Regions from separate parts of the Ovis aries genome. Here region 2 is linked to region 1. The links are chromatin contacts, called in public Hi-C maps. All regions are on one chromosome and are shown on one strand. Each heading gives the region's core, a stretch centred on a gene start, on an enhancer-like site or on the middle of the called end of the contact. The rest is flanking DNA. Distances are from core to core; before and after follow the strand shown.

Region 1 (3,839 bases), core at 1,332-3,831:
GCCAAAGCCTTTGACTGTGTGGATCACAAGAAACTGTGGAAAATTCTGAAAGAGATGGGAATACCAGACCACCTAACCTGCCTCTTGAGAAATCTGTATGCAGGTCAGGAAGCAACAGTTAGAACTGGACATGGAACAACAGACTGGTTCCAAATAGGAAAAGGTGTACGTCAAGGCTGTATACTGTCACCCTGCTTATTTAACTTCTATGCAGAGTACATCATGAGAAATGCTGGGCTGGAAGAAGCACAAGCTGGAATCAAGATTGCCGGGAGAAATATCAATAACCTCAGATATGCAGATGACACCACCCTTATGGCAGAAAGTGAAGAGGAGCTAAACAGCCTCTTGATGAAAGTGAAAGAGGAGAGTGACAAAGTTGGCTTAAAGCTCAACATTCAGAAAATGAAGATCATGGCATCCGGTCCCATCACTTCATGGGAAATAGACAGGGAAACAGTGGAAATAGTGTCAGACTTTATTTTGGTGGGCTCCAAATCACTGCAGATGGTGACTGCAGCCATGAAATTAAAAGACACTTACTCCTTGGAAGAAAAGTTATGACCAACCTAGATAGCATATTCAAAAGCAGGGACATTACTTTGCCGACTAAGGTCCATCTAGTCAAGGCTACGGTTTTTCCTGTGGTCATGTATGGATGTGAGAGTTGGACTGTGAAGAAGGCTGAGTGCCGAAGAATTGATGCTTTTGAACTGTGGTGTTGGAGAAGACTCTTGAGAGTCCCTTGGACTGCAAGGAGATCTAACCAGTTCATTCTGAAGGAGATCAACCCTGGGATTTCTTTGGAGGGAATGATGCTGAAGCTGAAGCTCCCGTACTTTGGCCACCTCATGTGAAGAGTTGACTCATTGGAAAAGACCCTGATGCTGGGAGGGATTGGGGGCAGGAGGAGAAGGGGACGACAGAGGATGAGATGGTTGGATGGCATCACGGACTCGATGGATATGAGTCTGAGTGAACTCCGGGAGATGGTGATGGACAGGGAGGCCTGGCGTGCTGCGATTCATGGGGTCGCAAAGAGTCGGACACGACTGAGTGACTGAACTGAACTGAACTGTCATTACACGTGTAACATGGCAGTGGATTCCTGGCAGCTCCATACCTCCAACCTTTCTCCACACTGGTCAACCTTGTCCGTTGACATCAGATTGTTCCCTTGAAACCACTGCTTTCAAAGCATCTTCCTTCCCTGCTCAATACCCTCTGGTGACTCACTCTAGAGTTTCCTATTAAATCCAGACTTCTTAGCTGAGTCACCTACTCCCTACTTTTTCTTTTATTTGCCTGTGTCTTAATATGGTCACTCTTACTGTCTCATAAACATGCTAGTTTCTTTTCCATCAGTGAGCCTTCATTCCTGTTTCCTCCTCCAGGTAGCTACCTCTTCCTCTCCATCTAGCCAAGCACTCATCTTCGAGGCTGGCTCCTTCGAAACCTACCTCCTGACCATTTGAGTTCGTGAGATCTCTCTCCTTGGTGGACCTGTCTTAAACTCTTTCTATGCCTTGTTCATTTGGCCAAAAGCTGTCTTGCTAATAGTATACACTCCTGAAAAATGAAATGTTTCCCCAGATGGGCTGCAAATCTTCCAGGGAAGGACATTTCATTGCCTTTTCTGGCCTCTCTGGTTCTTAGTCTAGGGCAGAGCTAAGCCTAGAGAAGTCACTCCATACATTTCAAAATTAATTTTGTTGAATAACAGTGGTAGTGAGAAGGCTGATAATGAAGAACAGAAGGTGGGAGAGAAAAGCCTCTTTCCTAGTAAAGTTGGGTGAATTTTGTGATGCAGCAGAAGCTGTGGCTTAGTTTGGCCAGTCACTCAGACCCCCAGAAGCCAGCCATCTCTCGGTCTCTCTTTTATTTTTTTTAAAAATTTTAGCTGAAATTGCAAAAAAAATTCCCCATTGCGCAACATGTGGGGTATTCGTTCCCTGATCAGTGACTGAGTGGCTTCTGCATTGGAAGTGCAGAGTCTTAACCACTGGCCCGCCAAGGAAGTCGCAGCCGTCTCTTTCTCTTGTGTGTCCCTTGGGATCATCCCCATGGTTTCCCCCTTTGCTTTCTTCCCTGGAAGCTGCTCTCTGCCCATATTTCTTTGCCTGGGATTCCTGGTAGAGCTCAGAAGGCAAGCTGGGATGAGACTGGCATTAAGCTCTAAGTCCTGGATCAGATACCCTACCCAAGGCCCTACTGATGGTTCACAATTGGCTGGGAGTGTTTGTTCCATGTCTAAGCAGATGAATCTAGAGTGCGTGAATGAAGAATGGCACATTTTGGAATACAAGACAAAGGCTTTCACAATAATATGCGGCCATTTGCTGTCTCCTTAACGACAATACCAGCAATGCTGATGATAATCCGATGGGAAGAGCAGAGCTGATGAGTGATGGGAGGGACACCAGAGAAGCCTGTTCTCCTCCTGGGGCCTCCAGGTTTCCAGCCAGGCTTTCCATTGTTTGGGGTTTGTGCTCCATACCCAGCTGGCAAGATGCCTCCCTCTGATTCAAAGAGGGGAGAAGAGTCCCTCACCCAGGGAGCTTGAGGACGTCAGACTGCTCCTTACGCAAGAGCCTCCTAATGAGTTAAGTGTAAATGAATCAGAAGCAGATGGATCGGATTGTTCTGGAAATACACCCGAGGTTTAAAAATTAAGGGAAAAAGCATTTGGCAAAAGGCATTTTGGGGTTGCCAAGACCCAGAACATTTGAAAAACAGTTCAAGATTTCTTTTTCTTTTCTCTTTGGTTGCAAAACCCACAATGCTGCCTGGAGGCAGTAGAAAGAGATGGGCCTCCATTCTTTCAAGCTGAAGTTCCTCCCGCCGTGTGGGTAATGGACCCCAGACAGGAGGCAATGGGCTGTAGCATCAGGGGCTGATTGTGTCCAGGAGCAAAGCCCCCTGCAGGCCTCCGCTGGTGGAGGAAGGTGGCCCCTTGAGTCTGCAGCTCCCAGCCTGGACCTCGGCCCTCTGGGCCTGCTCTGGGCGGCTATCTATGACTGTCAGTGTGTCTCCTGCCTTTCATAAGACTTGACTCACCTTGTCCAAATGTGGGGAAGCTCGTTATATAAGGGAAACAGTCTCCAATTTGCTAGGTGAGAAACTCCTGGAGGTTAGCGAGTCCTAATCCAATAAAATATAAAGTGAAAGGTTTATTCTAGAAAAAAATCCTTCAAATAATTTTTTTTTTTTATTAGTCACATTTGGCATAGTTGAGCCTTTCCCTGGAGGGACTAGCTTGCTGAGGGAAAAGAGAGAAAAAAACAACATTCTTGGAGGAAAACTCAATCCAGTGGTATCTAAGTCTGCAGCTGACTTGCTGTGTGATTGCACACAAGACAGTAGACCTCTCTGAGCTTCGGGTGCCCAATAATCAGCTCTCGAGGTTTTCTCTGATTAAATGCCAACACATGAATCTAATAGGTCAGGGGCTGATGCACGTGGACAACGAATCCTAACGTTACAAGAGTGTTAGGTCTTGGTGGATTTAGCACCTGGGTCACTTACCAAATTCCAGCAGGGTCATCCCCCATCCCTCTTTCCCGCAGGCACCTACCTGTGAAGCCAGACTCACCTGCACGCCTCTCAGAATCCCATGCCTTGAAAGCGAAGTGACATTGGCCTTTCCCCAGGTGGGGAGGTGACTGGGAGGCAGTGGCTCAGTGGGGTCCCACCCGGGGATTTCTACTTCCTGTCCCAGGGCCATCTACATCCAAGAAGATCTGTCCTTGTGTATGGTTTTGCCACAACTCTGTCTGGAAAAATCAGTACTGGGGTTCCTTTTCATTTCCGGTGCCCTTACCTCCCCAGATGGTTGCTTG
Region 2 (3,794 bases), core at 796-3,295, 190 kb before region 1:
CCAGCGCGGAGGGCGGCTCCGACTTGCGCCCGGAGGCCCCGGGCTCGCCGCCGCCGCCACCGCCGTGCGGGCCGGGGTCCCCGCTGCTGCCACGGCTCACGGCCGCCGGCTCCGGGCTGGGCTTGGACTCCTGGTCTTTCTTGTCCAGCTCCCCGCTGGCCCCGGTCTTGCAGTCAGAGTGGTGCGGGGAGCCGCCCCGGGAACCGCCAGGGGAGGACGAGGACGACGGCGCGGAGACCGGCGCTCCATGCGGGGGGAAGGGCGTGCAGGCGGCGCTGGGCACCCTGAAGCCCGCCTTGTCTCCCGGGGACAAGGAGGAGGAGCTGGAGGAGCTGGAGGACACAGAGGAGGAGCCGCTGTCCTTGCGGGAGTCGCCGCCCCCGGAACCCTTGGAATAGGGCTTGAAGCTGGACTTGTCTTCGGCCGGGGAGTCCCCCAGCTGCTTGAGTGCCGCAGAGGCCGAGGCGGCGCCCGAGGCCGAGCGGCCGGGGTCCTTCTCCGCTCCCAGCCCGTTGGCCGCCGCTACCGAGTTGAGCTTGGACGAGGGCGGCGGGTCCGGCTTGCCGATCTGCGAGCAAGTCTGGGCCAGCAACGCCAAAGGACTCTTCTTGGCGTCCAGCTGTGGGAGACAGCGGCAAGGGGAGGGAGAAGGGGATGAGACCAGGGACCCACGGAGCGGCCGGGGGGAGGGGGTTTACCTGGGGGGCAGGGTGGGTGAGATGGGAAAGGAGGGCCTCGGGGAGACCTGCTGCGAGCGCGGGGGCTGAGCGCAACTGCGCTTACACTGCGCGTTGGTAGTGGTGGGATCCTTCGCTGCCCCGGGTCCCGGAGGGCGCCGCAGGCCCTGGGGAACGGGCCGTGGAAGGCGTCCACCGAAGACCATCCCGGGGGAAGGTGACTTCTCTGGAGTCGGGGCTGGGGGAGGGGCCGTGACTCGCCCCCTGCTCTCTCATCTCCTCCTCCTCTCTAGGCCTGGGTTAAAAACTTATGCCTTCAGTTTGGGGAACTTCGCTTGGGACGGGTTTCTGGCGGTGTCGCCGCGGGGTGGGAGCAGGGGAGAAGCTGGAGCTTGAGCCTGGGCGGCCGCAGGCGCTCTCTTCGGAGCCCCCTTCCCTCCCGGGGAGGGCCCCCAGGGGAGCGGGAGAAAGAAGGAGCCGGGGTCGGGAGTGCCCGGGCGTCGTGCGCTCCAACCGGATGGGGCAGAAGCGGAGTGGGACGGGGAGGGAGGGGGGCGATCGGGCTTCAAAGAGAACAAACCTGGGTGGAGAGGTGGGGGTGGGGGGGGGGGGGGGCCGAAAAAAGCCCAGGAGACAGACTCTATGGCCTGGGGACTGGGTGCCGAGGAAAAGTAAAGGGCCCAGTGGACACTCCAAGAGCAAATCCAATCCGAGAGAGGAAACGCGAAGCTCCGAAGGGCGAGCGTGGAAGGGGAACCTTCTCCCCCGGGGAGAAGCCCGGAGGAGAGAACCCAGTGGGCTCCGATCCCTCTGTATCTCCGTCCCTCCTCTCACTCCGTCGGCCACTGGGGCCGGACCCGAGCGTCGCACCGAGCCGCGGGGCACAGGGAGCCGGGCAGTGGTGGGCGGAATGGGGCGGGCGCTCGGCGGGCAGCGACCAGGGGACTGACCTCGATGGGGCTCACGGGCGTGGAGGACAGCGGCTGCAGGTACTCCGGGTGCAGGAGGTGGCCGGTGTGAGCGCTCAGCATCTTCAGGACCCGGATGGGGAGCCGGTTCGCCTGGCGCAAGGGGTCCGCCGGGGGCAAGAGGGACACCGCCGCCGGCCTCTTCCCGCCGCCGCCGCTGCCGCTGCCGCTGCTCTCGGGTGTCCTTGGGTTAGATCCAGCGGGCGAATCGCTCATTTGGAGGAGGCAGCGCCGCTGGGGGGGCGGGGAGGGCGGGGGCGCACCGGGGAGGCGAGCTCCCGGGGCGGGTGGGCTCGCTCCGCAGCTCCGAGTGCGCTGCAGCGGTCGCCGCGTCTCCACCCCTCCTCCTCCTCCGCCGCCGCCGCCGCCGCCGCTGGCCCCGGCGAGCAACACAAAAACCTTCGCCTTCCGCGAGCCGCACGTCAAATAGCCGCGATCGGCAGCCACACTTCAAAGGGATCGCCGCGCCCGCCCAATCGCCGATCTCGCCGGGACCCCGGGGCGGGGAGAGCGCCCGGCGCAGCCGGTGGGCGGGGAGAACCTTAAAGGGGCCGCGCCCGCTAGCCGCCGCGCCGCGGCCTGGCCCCACCGCCGGCCTCCTCCCCTGCCCCCAACCGGGCCGGCCCGGGCCCCGGCGTCCCGGCGAGATCAGGGCTTCCCCGGGGACCCTGGGCTCTGCGCCCTGCCCTCCGCGGGCTTTCCTGTCGCTCTGCGCTCTCTCCCTTCGCACGGCTGGGGTGGGGTGGGGTGGTGCTGGTCGGGGAAGGGGGACAGGTCACCCGCAGTCCATGTGTCTCTGGGGTGGGGTGAATTGGGTGGGCTGGGGGATGGGGTAGGAGCCCCTGGCGGCCGGCTCCGGGACTGCCAAGTCCCAGCCGCTCCCGGAGGCCGCCTGGGGGCGGGCCGCTCCTCCAGAACCCCAGCTCGGCTCGGGTTTTCAGCTCTTTCCCCCCCAATTGGCTTCCTCCCGGGTGTGCTCACTAGGAAGCGCCCGAACCTCGGAGGCAGCCACGGTTCTTGCGACGCGGCGAAAACCGCTCCAGCAACTTTGAGCCAGCCCTGTCCGCAACCTGCAAGTTTGAGGACTCCCCTTCCGGGGTGAGATGGTCTCGATAAGGCGCGGTCACCGCTTGTGGTGCACGCCGCCGGGACGCGCCTGGCGCCCGGTGCCTGCGCACCGATTTATAGGTTCGATGCTTGGGTGTGTTCCGGGTTTCTTACGGCGTGCTGCTTAAGGGCACACAATTCTCTCATGGCACCGCGCCTGACTGCTGTTTCAGGGGTAGCGGGTGGGTAGGGACGTGGAGGGGTTTGCATCCTAGAAGAGGCGGGTCTCTGTAAACACTGCACGTCGTTGTAAGCGCCAGAGATTCGGCCCCTCCACGCCCCGCCCCCCTTTTCTTCTCGAGGGGGAAGATGCCCTAGGTTTTCCCAAGGGAATTTCGGAGTTAAAAACTTTTAAATGAAAATAACAGTATCCCCCTGTCTCCTTCCTCCCGTGCCTTTCAGATAAAGTATGCATTGCCAGCTTCGCACCCGACAGAGATTTCACATAGTCCCTGTCCTGGCGTTAGAGTTCCCCGTCCGCTGATCAGAGGGTGAAGTTGGCCCTTTGTACGCAGGCCTTTGGGGAGAACCCTTTCCCGGTTCTCTCGGCGGCCAGTGGAGGCGCGCTGGTGTCACTGCCCTGCTCTGAGCACCCCTCTCCCAGCCCGCATCTGTCACTCGGATTGTCGGGCCTGTCACTCGGGGCATATTGTTCCGGGACTGCCGGTCCCTGACTCTGCTGCTCATTGATCAACGCCTTGAGATCCCCAGAAGGGCAGAGACGATTTCAAAGGCGTTCTTCCAACAGAAACGAGTATCACAGAAATAACAAATGGCAGTCTTTACGATGCTCAGTAGAGAAGGCACCAGGCACCACTCCCAGGCCACGTCAATCAAACACTAAACTGAGTGTACTCCTTGGATCGGTCTGGTTTTTGGACAGGATGTCTAGACCTCTAAGAAATTACACAGGCGTTCCCTACCCCGATTTTAATCCTGATAAAACTAGGTTACAATGAATGCCAAGGGATGGCCTGATTGGGTGATGTATTCCATACCGCAGCAAGGGGGGTACAAGAAGGAGGGGGGAGACCCCATTTAT

Evidence for each region. A called contact is a pair of places that touch in the nucleus more often than the background predicts.
Region 2: a contact with region 1 is called in a Hi-C map of tail adipose tissue, with 4 times the contacts expected there. The contact joins the promoter of ZNF703 here to the enhancer-like site in region 1. A contact is called at or near these places in 2 of 16 Hi-C or Micro-C datasets (hypothalamus and tail adipose tissue).

What each region holds. Positions count from the first base shown.
Region 1 is chr26:31,880,838-31,884,676 of ARS-UI_Ramb_v3.0, reverse strand. All of the region lies in intron 3 of LOC121818057 (a long non-coding RNA gene), which reads left to right. Among named protein-coding and RNA genes, the nearest start is that of TRNAG-CCC, 120 kb to the right of the region's middle. Within about 2 kb of position 2,581, at least 3 of the 54 cell types and tissues checked have an H3K27ac peak or open chromatin away from gene starts, as enhancers often do. A contact at or near this core is called in tail adipose tissue, where this site is marked.
Region 2 is chr26:32,067,379-32,071,172 of ARS-UI_Ramb_v3.0, reverse strand. It overlaps ZNF703 (zinc finger protein 703), which reads right to left and starts at 2,045. Exons shown (of 2, transcript XM_027962580.2): 1 at 1,628-2,045; 2 at 1-619. The coding sequence starts at 1,861. LOC121818023 (a long non-coding RNA gene) reads left to right here and starts at 2,628. Exons shown (of 2, transcript XR_006058119.2): 1 at 2,628-2,743.